Linked DNA regions of Sus scrofa: regions 1 and 3 are each linked to region 2. The links are chromatin contacts, called in public HiChIP or PLAC-seq maps. All regions are on one chromosome and are shown on one strand. The core of a region is the stretch at or near the end of the contact, and the rest is flanking DNA. Distances in the headings are between cores, read along the strand shown.

The links. HiChIP or PLAC-seq counts read pairs in DNA pulled down with a chosen protein or histone mark.
Region 1: a contact with region 2 is called in an H3K27ac HiChIP or PLAC-seq map of alveolar macrophages. The contact joins the promoter of CLUH here to the promoter of METTL16 in region 2. A contact is called at or near these places in 1 of 47 Hi-C or Micro-C datasets (heart right ventricle) and 2 of 2 datasets of contacts at active chromatin or transcription factors (alveolar macrophages and skeletal muscle).
Region 3: a contact with region 2 is called in an H3K27ac HiChIP or PLAC-seq map of alveolar macrophages. The contact joins the enhancer-like site here to the promoter of METTL16 in region 2. A contact is called at or near these places in 9 of 47 Hi-C or Micro-C datasets (alveolar macrophages, brain, embryonic fibroblasts and 6 more) and 2 of 2 datasets of contacts at active chromatin or transcription factors (alveolar macrophages and skeletal muscle).

What each region holds. Positions count from the first base shown.
Region 1 is chr12:48,760,889-48,765,976 of Sscrofa11.1, forward strand. It overlaps CLUH (clustered mitochondria protein homolog), which reads right to left and starts at 2,608. Exons shown (of 26, transcript XM_021067625.1): 1 at 2,256-2,608. The coding sequence starts at 2,355. It also overlaps the pseudogene LOC100513176.
Region 2 is chr12:48,564,225-48,568,791 of Sscrofa11.1, forward strand. METTL16 (methyltransferase-like protein 16) reads right to left here and starts at 3,025. Exons shown (of 12, transcript XM_021067620.1): 1 at 2,881-3,025. It also overlaps a transcript of PAFAH1B1 not described here.
Region 3 is chr12:48,720,444-48,725,464 of Sscrofa11.1, forward strand. It overlaps PAFAH1B1 (platelet activating factor acetylhydrolase 1b regulatory subunit 1), which reads left to right. Exons shown (of 11, transcript NM_214250.1): 6 at 786-954; 7 at 4,092-4,194; 8 at 4,910-5,021. Among named protein-coding and RNA genes, the nearest start is that of CLUH, 41 kb to the right of the region's middle. Within about 2 kb of position 2,463, at least 1 of the 83 cell types and tissues checked has an H3K27ac peak or open chromatin away from gene starts, as enhancers often do. A contact at or near this core is called in alveolar macrophages, where this site is marked.

The DNA of each region.
Region 1 (5,088 bases), core at 1,358-3,857, 200 kb after region 2:
GGTGAGGCTCCAGCAGGAAGTAAAGCCTCAGAAGGCATATCACCCCAGCTCAGAAACCTGGGGCTTCAAGGGAAAAGGGGGCAGAGGGGAGGAGGCATCCTAAAGAAGACCCCCAGAATGCAGCTGTCTGCCTCCTTCCCATCCCCACCAGGGGCCAGAAGCAGGTCTGCAGGGTTTGGGGAGGGTCCAGTGTTCCCTGAGCTGCTCTGCTCAGACCTTCCCAGGAGAGCTATGAGGGCTCTGTCCAGGAGCTCCCCGAAGCACGCAAGCTCCCCTCCAGTCTGCCGGCCCTCTCCCCCGCTGCTCTGGGCCTCAACTCCAAGGAGCCTGACCCTAGGCAGAAGGAACTCAACATACCACCATGAACTTGAAAAACCTGCCCGTTCTCTTAACCCCTAAATGCAGCTTTATCCCCAAAAAAGTAACTGATCCTATGTCTCCCCCGCCAAAAGCCTTGATCACCTCCTCCGAGGGACTAGAGATCGTCCGGAGCTAGGTTCTGAGGTCAAGAAGCCGGGCTGAGGGCCTCTGGGGATCTCCATTAAGTCCCCTCCTCCTTTTAACATGGTCTGTCGGCTCTGATGCAAGTCCTACCTCTGTACTAGGTTCCCAGAGACTTAGGGAGCCAATGCTCCACCTGCTAGTTAGTATGCTGCCAGTTTCCCCAAAATGAACAGCTGTATCCCCTCCTAACCCACACTGCCCCAGACAGAGCCCCTCAGAGAAATCCTCCAACACCCTCTGCCCCCTTCTTTAGCCGTTATGTTCTCGGTATATGATCCCAGCCAACATGCCTCGCCCAGCTCCGGGTGAGACAGGCCGGGGCAGCCTTGGCAGTCTGGCTGTGAGCTAGAAATCCAAATGCTAAATTGCTGTGTGACCTTGGGCAAGTCGCTTCATCTCTTCCAGTCTCTTTGCTAGAGGGGAAATCATCCTCTTATCTAGCCTGCACCACTGATTCAGAGTCTCATCTGGGTGAAGCCTGGCAGGCTGGAGTCATCCACATTTGTCATTCTGCCCAAAACCTTGGCCTTCTCTAGGCAATCAGCAAAACTGCCACAGGACCTATCCCCCACCACCAGTAACCCGGCTGTGATCAGCTAGAGGGTCTTAGAGCCCCCCTAACACTGTCCTGACTCACCCAAGCTGGGAAGGGACATGAAGACGACAAGCCCCTTTTGAGGAGAGATACAGGGAGTCGGAGGCAGGGGTATTTCTGCACTCCCACACTGTCACCCAGGGCAGAGAGGGACACAACCCAGCCCTGGGGCTCTGAGGAGGATTTGGAGATGACAACCCAGGGGCTGGGAAGGGGCTTCCAGTCTCAAGGCTGGAACCAGAGATGTGATGGAAGGAATAGAGAGAAGAGAGGAGCCTCAGGAGAAACGAAGAGGCAGGCCCCACCCGAGAAAAGCTGCAGCCACTCCCAAAGCCAATGCCACATACCCCCCATGGTGGAAAGCAGGGAGCTCAACTCCACGCTGCTGACCTTTGCCTTAAAAACAGCAACTCTGGGCTGACCCACTTTTCGCAATAAGGTGAGTTAATGATCAAGTTCTGGCACAAACACCACCTCCTGCCAAGGAGTTTGGCTTTGCCCCCACACACAGGCAGAACCCCCGCCCCCCGCGCCCCGGCCCCCGTCTTCCTACTAGGCAGACTCCTAACAGGACCGCGATCAGATCCTGCAGATCTGGGCTTAACGCCTTGTTTCGTCTGACAACGAATCACAGAAGCTCCCTTACTAAACACACACCCCAACTCCCGCTCTTCCCAAAGACCAAGCCTGAGAAGTCCCAAGCTGACTCTAACTGGCAAAGCTGCAGTCTTGTGCCCAGGGAATGTTTGCGATCCTGACGCGAAGTGGGTGCCTGACGGAGCAAGTTGTCAAGTGACCCCAGCGGGAAGAGTTCCCCATGCCCAGGCGCGGAGGGGGTGGGGCCGCCGAGTTGGTCCGCCTGCCTCGGCGGCGCACCCCGAAACCGCGTGTGCGCGCACGTGTCCCCGCGGTGAGTCGCGCGTATGCTCGCCGCCGCTGTTCTCCCCGGGACCCCACGTGCGAAGCCCGGGCCGCAGCCGGGGGCGACAGTGAAGGTGACCTTCAGGGCAGGGGCACCCGGTGCAGGGCCCGGCGAGATGCAACCCGGCCAGGCGCGGAAGGAAGGCGGCGGTCCCCGCGCAACGCCGGACCCACCCGCCAGCTCGGCCCAGTCCAGCCTCCCGCCCAGCTGCCCCCTGGCCCCAGCCCTGCTCACCAGCCGCGCCTGGCCGCCCCTTGCCACCGGCCTGCGAGCTGGGCTCCCGGGCGCTGTCGGCCGGGGCGGCCGCCGGTAACTCGTCCGTTTTGATGACCATGGCGGCGGGAGCGGGCGTCCGGCTTGGCTGTCCGCGCCGCCCGCCGCGCCACTAACCCAAGTGCCCTGCGCGCCGCTGCCGCTGCGGGAAGGACGGAGTCACCGGCCCACGTGGTGCGCGTGTGGCCTTTGACCCCACCGCCGCGCCTCTGTCCCGCCTTCGCGCCCGGCCCGGCCCACGGAGGCCGGCGAGGGCCGAAATACACCGCGCCTTGTTCGCCGTCTACCAACGCGGCGCCTTTCCCGAACGTCTTAAAGGGAACGTACCGTGGCCCGGGCAAGAGAGAGGCTTCGCTCCCCCTCGAGGGGCGGAGCTACAGAGAGACGTCCTTGCGGGTTGCCACCCGTCGGGCGGGCGCTTTGACCTTGGGTGGGGACTGCTTTAGGACTGTTCCTGCTTACCGACCCCTCCCCCAAGGGCTTCCTATTGCAAAGCTGCCAAATGACCACGCGGTCCCTAATCTGTGGTGTTCACGTTACCCTCAGCGCCCTTCTCTACAAGCTTGCCATTTCCCCCCAAAGGGGTGGGGCTAGGGTGCGTCTAGCTTCTTGAAGAGGGGGTGGAGGGTAGCCTAGTTTCTGGTCACTAGAGGCAGGGGTGGCAGGTGGTTAATAGGGATGGAGTGTCCGAGATGGACGAACAAACTTTGTCCTGAGCCACCACGGCCTCCTTTCTGCCAGCGGCCTCTACACCCCGCTCCAGACGAGTCCTCACTTCTTTCAGGCCGGTGCATTATCCCCACTTTAGAGTGGAGGCAGGGAAGACCAAGGTCACACAGAGAGCGAGGATTTAGCTGGGCCGGGCTAAGTCTACAGACTGGACACTGTACAGTAGTTCATGTTTTCACATGATTGTGGCCTGGTAGAGACTGAGAAGTGAAGTCAGCATGCTGACCAGGTGACATTTTACCAGGTTTTTTTTTTTTTTTGTCTTTTTCTAGTGTCGCACCCACAGCATATGGAGGTTCCCAGGCTAGGGCTCTAATTGGAGCTGTAGCCTCTGGCCTATGCCACAGCCACGCCAGATCCGAGCTGCATCTGTGACCTACACCACAGCTTACGGCAATGCCGGATCCTTAACCCGCTGAGCAAGGGCAGGGATTGAACCCACAACCTCATGGTTCCTAGTTGGATTCGTTAACCACTGCGCCATGATGGGAACTCCTTACCGGGTCTTGCCAGGGAGCTGAAGTTCTCTATGCTAAGGGAATAGGAGGGTCTTCCTTGCGCAGGCCCAGGAAGCCATGGGGAAGCATTTAAGGCATATTCCAGGAACTAGTAAGAATCGAGAAGCTGAAGCTGCAGAGGTGGCCTGAGGTAGGCTTAGGTTCTCATAAAAACTGCAAAAGAGGAATGCCCACCATGGCACAGAATCTCACCGCAGTGGCTCTGGCTGCTGTGGAGGCTTGGGCACCAATCCCTCTCGCTCAGCCCAGTGGGTTAAAGGATCTGGAGTTTCTGCAGCTGTGGTGTAGGGTGCAGCTGTAGCTCAGATTCAATCCCTGGTCTGGGGAACGTCCATATGCCCCAGGTGCAGCCGTTAAAACAAAAAAATTGCACAGGAAAGTGGACTTTGCCCTGGAGTACAGGTGATGGGACAGGGAGCCAGTGAAAAGCTTTAAGCATCTAAGCAGGAAGAAGAGAGGTGAGAAATGTTCTGGCAGGGACAGAGCTAAACCAGGGCTCGATGAGTTTGGACTATTGCACAAGAAGGCTAGAAATAAAAGCAAGACCTGACTACCCACCACATGGAGGGCGAGCAGTTAGGTGGTGCATGAACCTAACACAGCTGGACTGGAAATCTGCATTCTGCAACCTCCACTTTGTTTCTTTTTTGTAACCTTGAGCAAGTCACTTGACTTTCACGCCTCTGAATCTCAGGAGCTTTCTCTGTCAAATAAAAACACCCATCTGTCTAGCCTCTCACCTAGCGGTGGGGTGCAGATAGTAGTCATCAAAGCAGTGTAGATAGTGTAAAACACTGGGTGATTCACTCTTTCAAGGGAAGCTTGCAGGAACTTAGTGCTGCAGGAAGATCAGAGATGAAACACTTAGTCCCTGCCAGGAGAAGTTTCAATCTGGTGGATGAAGAGAGATACGCCCTGCCATCACATGTCTCAGGCTGCAGAATAAAAGCCTTTAAAGAAGGCAGCTCCGACTGAGCAGGGGAGGCAGTCAGGGAGGGCTTCTCAGAAGAGACTGCTCTGAAGCTTTGAAGGGTCAGAAGGATTTTAATGTACAAGTCAGAAGAATCATGGGGGAAAACACAGAATGAGAGACCCCGGGAATTTATTCACTCATTTATTTATTGGTACAGTCCAGGTCTTTTATTTTCTTTACATCTATCGTGCCATGAATTCATAGGGAATGGGTTCCAGCAGCTCAGGCTTCTTTCCATTGGTTCTCAGTGTATTTCTCTGGGTGGAGCAAGCGAGTGCTTTGGTTGAATCCAACTACCTTTCTTTTTGGCTTCCTTCTCTTCCTGATCATTTTCCTTCACATGTTTCAGGAAGCTATCTTAGAGTGCTTAATATGCTCAATATACACACTAAGTCTCTTTCCAAAAAACCTTGCTCTTAACTTGTTTGTTTACAGCAATGCCACAGTATGCTAGGGAACACTGTAGACTCTTCCGGTTTTGCCATGGCTAACATTTGTGGGGCCTTACTTTTTGAACAGTGCCTATTCCCATGATGTCTAAGATATCACCTTTCTTGGCATTTCCCGTCATGGC
Region 2 (4,567 bases), core at 1,775-4,274:
AGCAGCCCAGTACAAGTTGCCCAAGACTGCTACAACAGTCTCTTAATTGGTCTCCCTGAATCCACAGGTATTCTCTCCATTCCTTTTTCCAACTTGCTGAGGTCATTTCTTTTCTTCTTTCTTTCTTTCTCTCCATCCTTCCTTCTCTCTCTTTTTCTTTCTTTGCTTTTTAGGGCCACATTCTGGGTATATGGAAGTTCAAATCAGAGCTGCAGCTGCCAACCTAAACCACAGCCACAGTAACACCAGATCCAAGCCATGTCTGTGACCTACACCACAGCTCACGGCAATGACAGGTCGTTAACCCACTAAGCAGGGCCAGGGATTGAACCCTCATCCTCATGGATAACAGTCAGGTTCATTACCACTGAGCCACAAAGGGAACTCCTCAGGGGTCATTTCTAAACACAGAACTGTGTCCTCCTCCCATGCTCACTTGCTCAAAACTTTACTCATAAGAGAGGAAAAATATATATATATATATTTCTTCAGCATACATTTAAGACTCAGCCTGGTGTGGCCTTACCTGTTTAAGTCACACCCCTTGCCTTCTTTCCCCTCCTCTCTGGCAATAGGGTCTGTACACAGGAAAGGTCTTTATTCCTTTTGCCTATATTGTTCTTTCCTCCCCCTCTTCACTTGATGCAATTTCTACTCATCTTTACTACTTCACTTCAAGCATCTCTTCAGGAAGGTCTTTCCTTCCCTTATCTCTCCACTTCAGCCATATCCTCTATTATCAAGTCTCTAAGCGGTAAGCATCTTTCCTTTGCAGGCCTTGTTAGAGATGTTACTTTACATAGTAATAGATCTGCTAACACTCTATTTCAGTTCTATTTCATTCTGTTTCAGAAGGTTTTTGACAGTGTTCTACAGTGGAAATTTAACAATCATTTTCAAAAAAGAAATGTCTTCATTGTCATCATCCCAGATGTTCCAAAGCATGCCCACATGTCCAAAATTAAATAATTTCTACCCACCCCAAACTTGTCCTCTTCTAATCCTTATTTTGCTGAATGACATCACTATCTTCCTAGTGACACACAAGCATTTACAGCAAAAATAAAAACCATTCCAAACACACCATGTCCTGAATATTCTCTACCTTCCAACTACCTACCTCCCCATTCCAAACACACCATGTCCTGAATATTCTCAACCTTCCAACTATTTCTTGACCCTATTCATTTGTCACCCTTCACAACTCCATGTCTCTAGACCAGGGATAATCATCATCTTTTTCTTGGATGACTATAAGTGCCTCTAACTGATGTCTCTGTAACCATTCTTGCCCCAGTAATTCACTTCATCTAGGCAACAACCCCCGCCCCCCCAACCCCAATCCAATGCAAATCTGAACATCCCTTGGTAAATCCCTTCAGGCTGATAAATTCCAAAATAATTAACAAGGCACAGAGAATCTATTCCTCCGACCTCATTCATTGCCACTTTCTCCTCTCTGTTCACTGTCCCACATACATACACTCTGAACACGTGGCCAAATTACAGTTAGGAGAGATTCATTTCCTTTATTACTCAACCCTTCTGGTCAGAAGAGAAACAGAATAAGTCAATAAAGTTACTTCTTTGCTAACTAGCTCCCAATACAGGCAATGGGTTTTAGCTAAATCTATCCCATTCCTCAGAGTTTAGGTGAGTGTCGGCTCTTACCTGGCATCAGCACGGTCATTCCCCACTTCTAACTTAATCTACTCTTCCTGGTTCATTCTGCTGTAGCCACAGTGGCCTCCTTGTTTCTCTATCAAGTCTGGCACACTCCCACCTCAGGGCTTTTGCATTTGCTGTTTGGTCTGCATGGACTGCTTTCTCCAGAAATACAATCATACAAGGTACCCTCACTTTGTCTTTGATCAAATGTCACCTTTTCACTGACACCTTTCCTGAGTACCTCCATTTAAATGAGCAACAAGTGAACTCATTCTTTGTCTCAGTAGCTTCAGTCTTCTATATACAGAACTTACCCATTTGACATTCCTTACGTTTTACTTATTTTATCTGCCCTGCCAGTAAACTTCATGAGGGAAAATATTTTGTTTATCTTATTCACTGCAATGTCCCTAAAGTAGGGCCTGGAGAGCAGGCACACAATAAGTGCTGACTGGAAGCACGAAGAACTCTTTACACCGTTCAGGTCACTGAAACCACTGAAACAGCACTCTCATTTTTGATAAGCAGTCCCCATCTTGAGTTTCCAAAAGACTCAGCCCTAGGGCTGAGCTTTTTCTTTTGGGTTACCCGTGTCAGTCCGGAAAGTCAAACTTAGTAGAACTTCATTGAAGCTAGCGCTTCGACTTTCTTTCATCTTTCCCATCTCCAAAGTTGTTTCCTTGGTTTCTCCTAACCCTTAACAATCCTCTTCAACTACCACTTGTTTTACTACATAACCCTGTAAAAGAATCTAAATTCCGCTTTCAAAACTTGGAAGACCTTATGCAAAGATCCCTACCACATGAATCCTAATCTCCTTTTTCTCTCGTCTCCTTTCCCTCATAAATCCGACTTTTCCCATTAGTTCCGCCCCTGTCAGTTCTCCAACTCTTCCACTCCTTCCACGCCTTCATTTTACCCAGACTGCCTTCCCGCCTCAGTTTCGAATCTCTCTAAACCTCCTCAGACGAAGGGGGTCTTTTCTACTTGAAAGCTAGTCGCCATTCTATTTGCCAACTCCTCCCATCCACCCCACCACACACCTACCCCACCACACACACCCACGTGTGCACGCACACACACAAACCATCCCGTCTCTCCCTGGACCCCCGAAACAGGACCTCATAGGCCCAGAATCCGAGAATGAGAAACGTGGGTGATCCACAGGCTAAATGAATTCGCAACCCGCGCGAGGCACATTAAGTCACTCACCTCTGATGTCAAAGCTCCTGCCAGACGACTAGTTTGGTGTGGGCCTCTACAAACCCAGACTCTTAAGCCACGCGCAGCACGAAGATCCTAGAAACGCAGATGTTACGCTCCCAGCGCGCCGCCATCTTGGGCCTCCATCCAGCTTCATGATTGGATGAGCCATTCTCGCGCGACCTGTAGCAGATGCTGAAGAAAGAAGAAACTGTCGCGAGAGTTGGTGGCTCAGTATATCAGAAGAAGGGGGCGTGGCATCGAGCGGAGTCCTTCGGGTAAGGACACCTGAGCTTAAATATCTAGGGACCTTGTTTTCTAAAAAAGATTTAAAAAATATATGAGCCTTCTAGGCCCCACGCCAGACTTACTAAATCACTTCTCTGGGGTTGGGCAGGGAATGTAAGGATGGCTGCGCGGGGGTGAGAGGGTGCTTTTGGTCTAGACGGGGGCAATTACCGTTTGTTCTGCAACAGGTCTCTCTCCTTGGGCGATGTCTTGTTCAATCATCACAGATAAACCTGTGAGATAGGATAATCTTATTTACAGAGGAAGAACCGGGGAGCAGAAAAATGAAGTTATTTGTTCAAGATCCTATATTCAGATGACATCAAATCCACGATCTTTGTATTCCTCGCCTACCTCTTGAGCTGGAAGCTCTGTTAAATGCTTTTGTTTTTCTTTTCAACGCGTTTATACTAGTTTTTACGTTCTGCTAAGTAGAGTGAGCATTACCTCCCCAATTTACAATTGAGATAAAAAGGTAAATGACTTTCACAAGGCATACAGCTAGTAACAAAACAAGGGCTAAAGTCTGAATCTCTGAACCCCTACCTACTACTTCTTTCCAATAAAAAGCTTGCCTAGATCCTAGTAATTAATGTGAAAGCATCAGGCAAACATTGCCATACAATTGAGAGGTTAGGGCTAGAAAATTCAGCTTTAGGAAGAACTGAGTGTGCCCATTGTCACCCGAAGAGAAGTGAGGAAGGGTTTTAATTGTCTGTTCTGTAGCAACCTCCCCCCCACTCCCAAATGTGTAGGTTAAAACAACCACCATATTATTTGCTCACTGTGAAGTCTGGGCTGTAATTAGCTTGGCCATTTTTCTTCTGGCCTTGCCGTAGGTGGTAGCATCAGAGATGGGCTGGTTTGGTGGGAATGAATGGGCCTCTCTTCCTGTAGTCTCAAATTCTCTCTTTCCATGTGACCTTTCTACATAATCTCTCCAGCAGAGTAACCAGATTTCTTACATGTTGGCTCAGGACTCCCCAAAAGGCAAACTTGGAAGCTGCTAGAACTTCTTCTTTTTTTTTTTTTTTTTTGTCTTTTTGCCATTTCTTGGGCCGCTCCCACGGCAGATGGAGGTTCCCAGGCTAGGGGTCGAATCGGAGCTGTAGCTGCCAGCCTACACCACAGCCACAACAACTCGGGATCTGAGCCGCGTCTGCGACCTACTCCACAGCTCACGGCAACACCGGATCGTTAACCCACTGAGCAAGGTCAGGGATTGAACCTGCAACCTCATGGTTCCTAGTCGGATTCGTTAACCACTGCGCCACGACGGGAACTCCTTTTTTTTTTTTTTTGCTAGAACTTCTTAAGGCTTTGCCTCAGGGCTGTTGCTTTCATCCTATTCTGTTAGTTAAAGCAAGTCAAAGGGCCAGCCTAGATTCATGAGTAAGGAACTATGCCA
Region 3 (5,021 bases), core at 1,213-3,712, 160 kb after region 2:
TGACTGTGGCTTAGTGTTTTTCATCAAAATGATAATATGTTTTTGGAATTCCTGCCGTGGCTCAGTGGTTAATGAATCCGACTAAGAACCATGAGGTTGCAGGTTCGATCCCTGGCCTGCTCAGTGGGTTAAGGATCCAGCGTTGCCTTGAGCTGTGGTGTAGGTCACAGACATGCTTCGGATCCCTAGTTGCTGTGGCTCTGGCGTAGGCTGGCAGCTACAGCTCTGATTAGTTCCCTAGCCTGGGAACCGCCATATGCCGCAGGAATGGCCCTAGAAAAGGCAAAAAGACTAAAAATAATAATAATTTTTTTGTTAATCTGCTATTTATGGATAGTTAAATCTTGTGAAGTCTTTCTTATCCTCTTAGATGTTTGAGCTCTGAGTGTCAGTAGAATTGAGTACTCCTTTATCATTCCCCTAATATCCTACATACAAATTTCTCTCATAGGCCCCTGACATTTTTTTTTTTTGTACTTATACTTTCTTTTTAACATGTATGTTGCCTGCTGTTAGACTGGGACAGAACTCTGTTTTGAGATGTTACATATCTTATTACTAGTGTGATTATATACATGGTAGATGCCTAATAAATGTGGTATTAGAGATCTATTTAATAATTGATTTCTTCTATAGGGAAAAGACCAATTTATACTTGAAGATGCTGTTTCTAAGACAGCCTTTGTTACTTGCTCAGCTAATTAGTAAAGTGCCAGACTGGCCTGCTGAGTGTAAATGTTAACCTAGAAAGGAATTTTCTAACCAGTTTTCTGTTCATTTGACAGGTGTGGGATTATGAGACTGGAGATTTTGAAAGAACTCTTAAGGGGCATACAGACTCTGTACAGGATATATCATTTGACCACAGTGGCAAGCTTCTGGCTTCATGTTCTGCAGATATGACCATTAAACTATGGGATTTTCAGGGCTTTGAATGCATCAGAACCATGCATGGTAAGGGTTTGACTTTAGTTCTAACATGGTATTCCAGAGAGAAGGGTAATGTTTTCTAACAGTATGTAAGTTCCCTACATTCTTTTTTTTTTTTTTAAGGGCTGCACCTGCAACCCAAACTAGGGGTCGAATTGGAGCTGTAATTGCCAGCCTACGCCACAGCCACAGCAGTGCCAGATCTGAGCCATGTCTACACCTTATACCACAACTCATGGCAATGCTGTATCCTTTTTTGAGTGTTTTTAGAGCTGCACCCACGGCATACAGAGGTTCCCGGGCTAGGGGTCTAATTGGCGCTGTAGCCACTGGCCTACACCAGAGCCACAGCAACACCAGATCTGATCCACATCTACGACCTCCACCACAGTTCATGGCAACGCCAGATCATTAAGCAAGGCCAGGGATCGAACTTGTGTCCTCATGATGTTAGTCAGATTCGTTTCCACTGGGTCATGACAGGAACTCAATTTTAATTGTCTATATCAGTGGAGGAGCATATGATATGGATAGTCCATGGATAATCCTGATAATTGGGAGTTGTTTCTGTTGTAAAGTTTTAAGCATCTCTTAATGGTTATGAAATATGTTTTCACAAATATTTTTGGGTGAGAAAAAAACTGCTAGGGCACCTCTCTGTCCTTAAGAGAAGATGAAATTATGGGGGGGTGGGCTGTTTGGGGGTTTTTTTTTTTGGCCGCTGTTGCTATTTTTCATTTTCCTCAGGAAACTGAAATTAGAGAATAGATATAATAAAAGCTGGAACCCGGATTCCCTTGCTCACATATACTAGTCTCATTGTTAAGTTGTTTTTCCAGGCCTTGTTATAGAGATTATTTTCTTTCTTTCTTTTTTTTTTTTTTTTTTTTTTTTATATTTTCCCACTGTACAGCAAGGGGATCAAGTTATCCTTACATGTATACATTTTTTCCCCACCCCTTGTTTTGTTGCAACATGAGTATCTAGACATAGTTCCCAATTTTTCTTTTCTTTTCTTTTTTTTTTCTTTTTCTTTTTTTTTTTTTTTGGAGACTATTTTCTGAAGCAGTTTGACTTTGTGGAAAAAGCACAGGGGGAGTTCCCGTTGTGGCTCAGAGGTTACACAACCCGACTAGTATCCATGAATTTGCAAGTTCCATCCCTGGCCTTGCTCACTGGGTTAAGGATCTTGAGCTGTGGTGTAGGTTGCAGACATGGCCCAGCTCTTGTGTGGCTGTGGCGTAGGCCAGCAGGTACAGCTCCGATTTGACCCCTAGCCTAGGAACCTCCATATGCTGAGGGTGTGGCCCTAAAAAGACAAAAAAAAAAAAGGAAGGGCTGGGGCTTTGGAAATAACATAACTGGGTACAGATTCCTACTTATGGGATTAGGAAATTTTAACCTCTTTAATCTGGAAGATGAATAATTTAAGTATTGAATTAAGAATTGAAATCAGGGGAGTTCCCTTTGTGGCGCAGCGGAAGTGAGTCTCACTTAGGAACCATGAGGTTTTGGGTTTTATCCTTGGCCTTGCTCAGTGGGTTGGAGATCTGGGGATCTGGTGTTGCCATGAGCTGTGGTGTCACAGACTCGGCTCGGATCTGGTGTTGCTGTGGTTCCGTCATGTGCTGGCAGCTACAGCTCGGATTCGATCCCTAGCCTGGGAACCTCCATGTGCTGCAGGTACGGCCCTGACAAGACAAAAGAAAAAGAAAGAATTGAAATCATAAGGTTGTTGTGAGGATAAAATGAGATCATATACTCCTGCCATCTGGTTTAGTACCTGGTACATAGAAGGTGCTCACTAAATAAGAATTTTTGTTGTTTCTTTAAAAACATGATGAAATAATGAATGTTTGGATTTTATATAAGGAACACATACTGTGTTAGAAATAAAAAAAATTTTTTTATTTTCCCACTGTAAAGCAAAGGGATCAAGTTATCCTTACGTTTATACATTTTTTTCCCCACCCTTTGTTCTGTTGCAACATGAGTATCTAGACATAGTAGAAATAAAAATTTTTAATAGATTATCCAGTAATGTTAGAATAAGCTATGTGATTACATAGAGGGTATAATTTGAAAGGCATGTTCCTCCACCCCCAATTAAATACATTAGGGAAGCTAACCAATTAAAGGAGTTTTATTGAATCCTTTTGTAAAATCTATTTGTTTCTTTAAGTAGCCTGTATCTTACTGTTCTAACTTAGAAAAGCTCTTTCCAACCATTGTGTAGTCTTTAAAATAATGTGATATTAATGAGGGTTCGCTGGGACTTTTTTTTTTTTTTTTTTTTGCAAAGGAATAGCTATTTAGCATTGTGAATAAAGCAGTTTTTTTACCCCTGTGAACATCAACAACAAAGTACTTTTCAACCACTATTTTATTTCATATATATATATCCCAGTATATGGAGTTCCAGGTCCAGGGATCATATCCCAGCTGCACTTGCAACCTGTGCCACAGCTGCAGCAGTGCTAGATCCTTAACCCACTGTGCTGGGCCAGGGATTGAACCTGCATCCTCAGCACTCCAAAGACACTGCTGATCCTGTTGCACTATAGCAGAAACTCCTTTTTTCTTTTTTTTTCCCTGTCTTTTCTAGGGCCGCACCCGCAGCATATGGAGGTTCCCAGGCTAGGGGTCTAATCAAAGCTGTAGCTGCCGGCCTATACAAGAGCCATAGCAACACCAGATCTGAGCCATGTCCACAACCTACACCACAGCTCACGGCAATGCCAGATCCTTGACCCACTGAGCAAGGACAGGGATCAAACCTTCAACTTCACAGTTCCTAGTTGAATTCGTTAACCATTGCACCACGACGGGAACTCCCCTTATTTTTTTTTAATCACTATTTTAAATGTAATGTGAAATTCTCATTTTTCTTACCCATTCTGTTTACCTTTGTAAACCTTATTTCTTATACCTTAGAATACTAACCATGGAAAATTTTGTGGTTTTCTAATCTTAAAAATATTCAGCATATTAATACATTCAAATGCTGGTTATTTTATTAAGTTACTAATTCCTTAAACTTTTTCTTATATAAAATCCATTGTACTTGAAGTTGCTGTGTTATTGAAATCCCATGGTACATTGGAGTTTTAATTGCTCTTGATGATACATTACTTAATATGTTACTGTGTTTTGTGTTTTAGGCCATGACCACAATGTTTCTTCAGTAGCCATCATGCCCAATGGAGATCATATAGTGTCTGCCTCAAGGGATAAAACTATAAAAATGTGGGAAGTGCAAACTGGGTAAGTAGATTTGCTTTAACAGGTATCAGCTTGAAGAGATAATATTAAACAACTCCTCCCAAATTATGTTCTTATTGTTCCCATAAATTTGTCTGTAACCCAGGATGATCACCATGATTGTTTCATATTTTAAAACTAAGTTTTGATTTCTAAATGTCTACCCAAAAGGAACAGAGAAATTATGAAAGAAACTCATGTCCTTGAGAGCCATTTTTTATGTAATGGCTTATTTTCTCTGTGGTCTTCTTTTAGGTGATCTCTCTGTGGGTTGAATTAAAATATAAATAACATTTGTGCAGGTATGCCCCTATTAGGCTTAATTTGGTTGTGCTTAGAATTACATGATTGTTATAATAAAACCTTATTTAACCTGCTGGTTTTGTCCAGATTAGTAAGAGCATGCCTTTTTCCCAACATGGCTAGAAATATTTTTGTTAGGTGTATTGTGTGTGCTTAAGTCAAGAGATTTTCTCTTTTTTTCCTTCTAGATTTTGATTTGGTTAGCTCCTTAATGATACTTCTGTCAGCTTATTTTAACTGATGTTTGACTTTCCAGCCTGTCCCCATCTTTTATTAACCGGGAATGTACCTGTATTCTGTTGACTTGCACATGATGGCATTCTTTCCATTCCGGTGCATATCTAGTTTTGTGTCGCTTCTGGGAAGGCTCCCAATGATTGCCATTTATGATGTAAATTATTACTTATTTTGACAGCTACTGTGTGAAGACATTCACAGGACACAGAGAGTGGGTACGTATGGTGCGGCCAAATCAGGATGGCACGCTGATAGCCAGCTGTTCCAATGACCAGACTGTGCGCGTATGG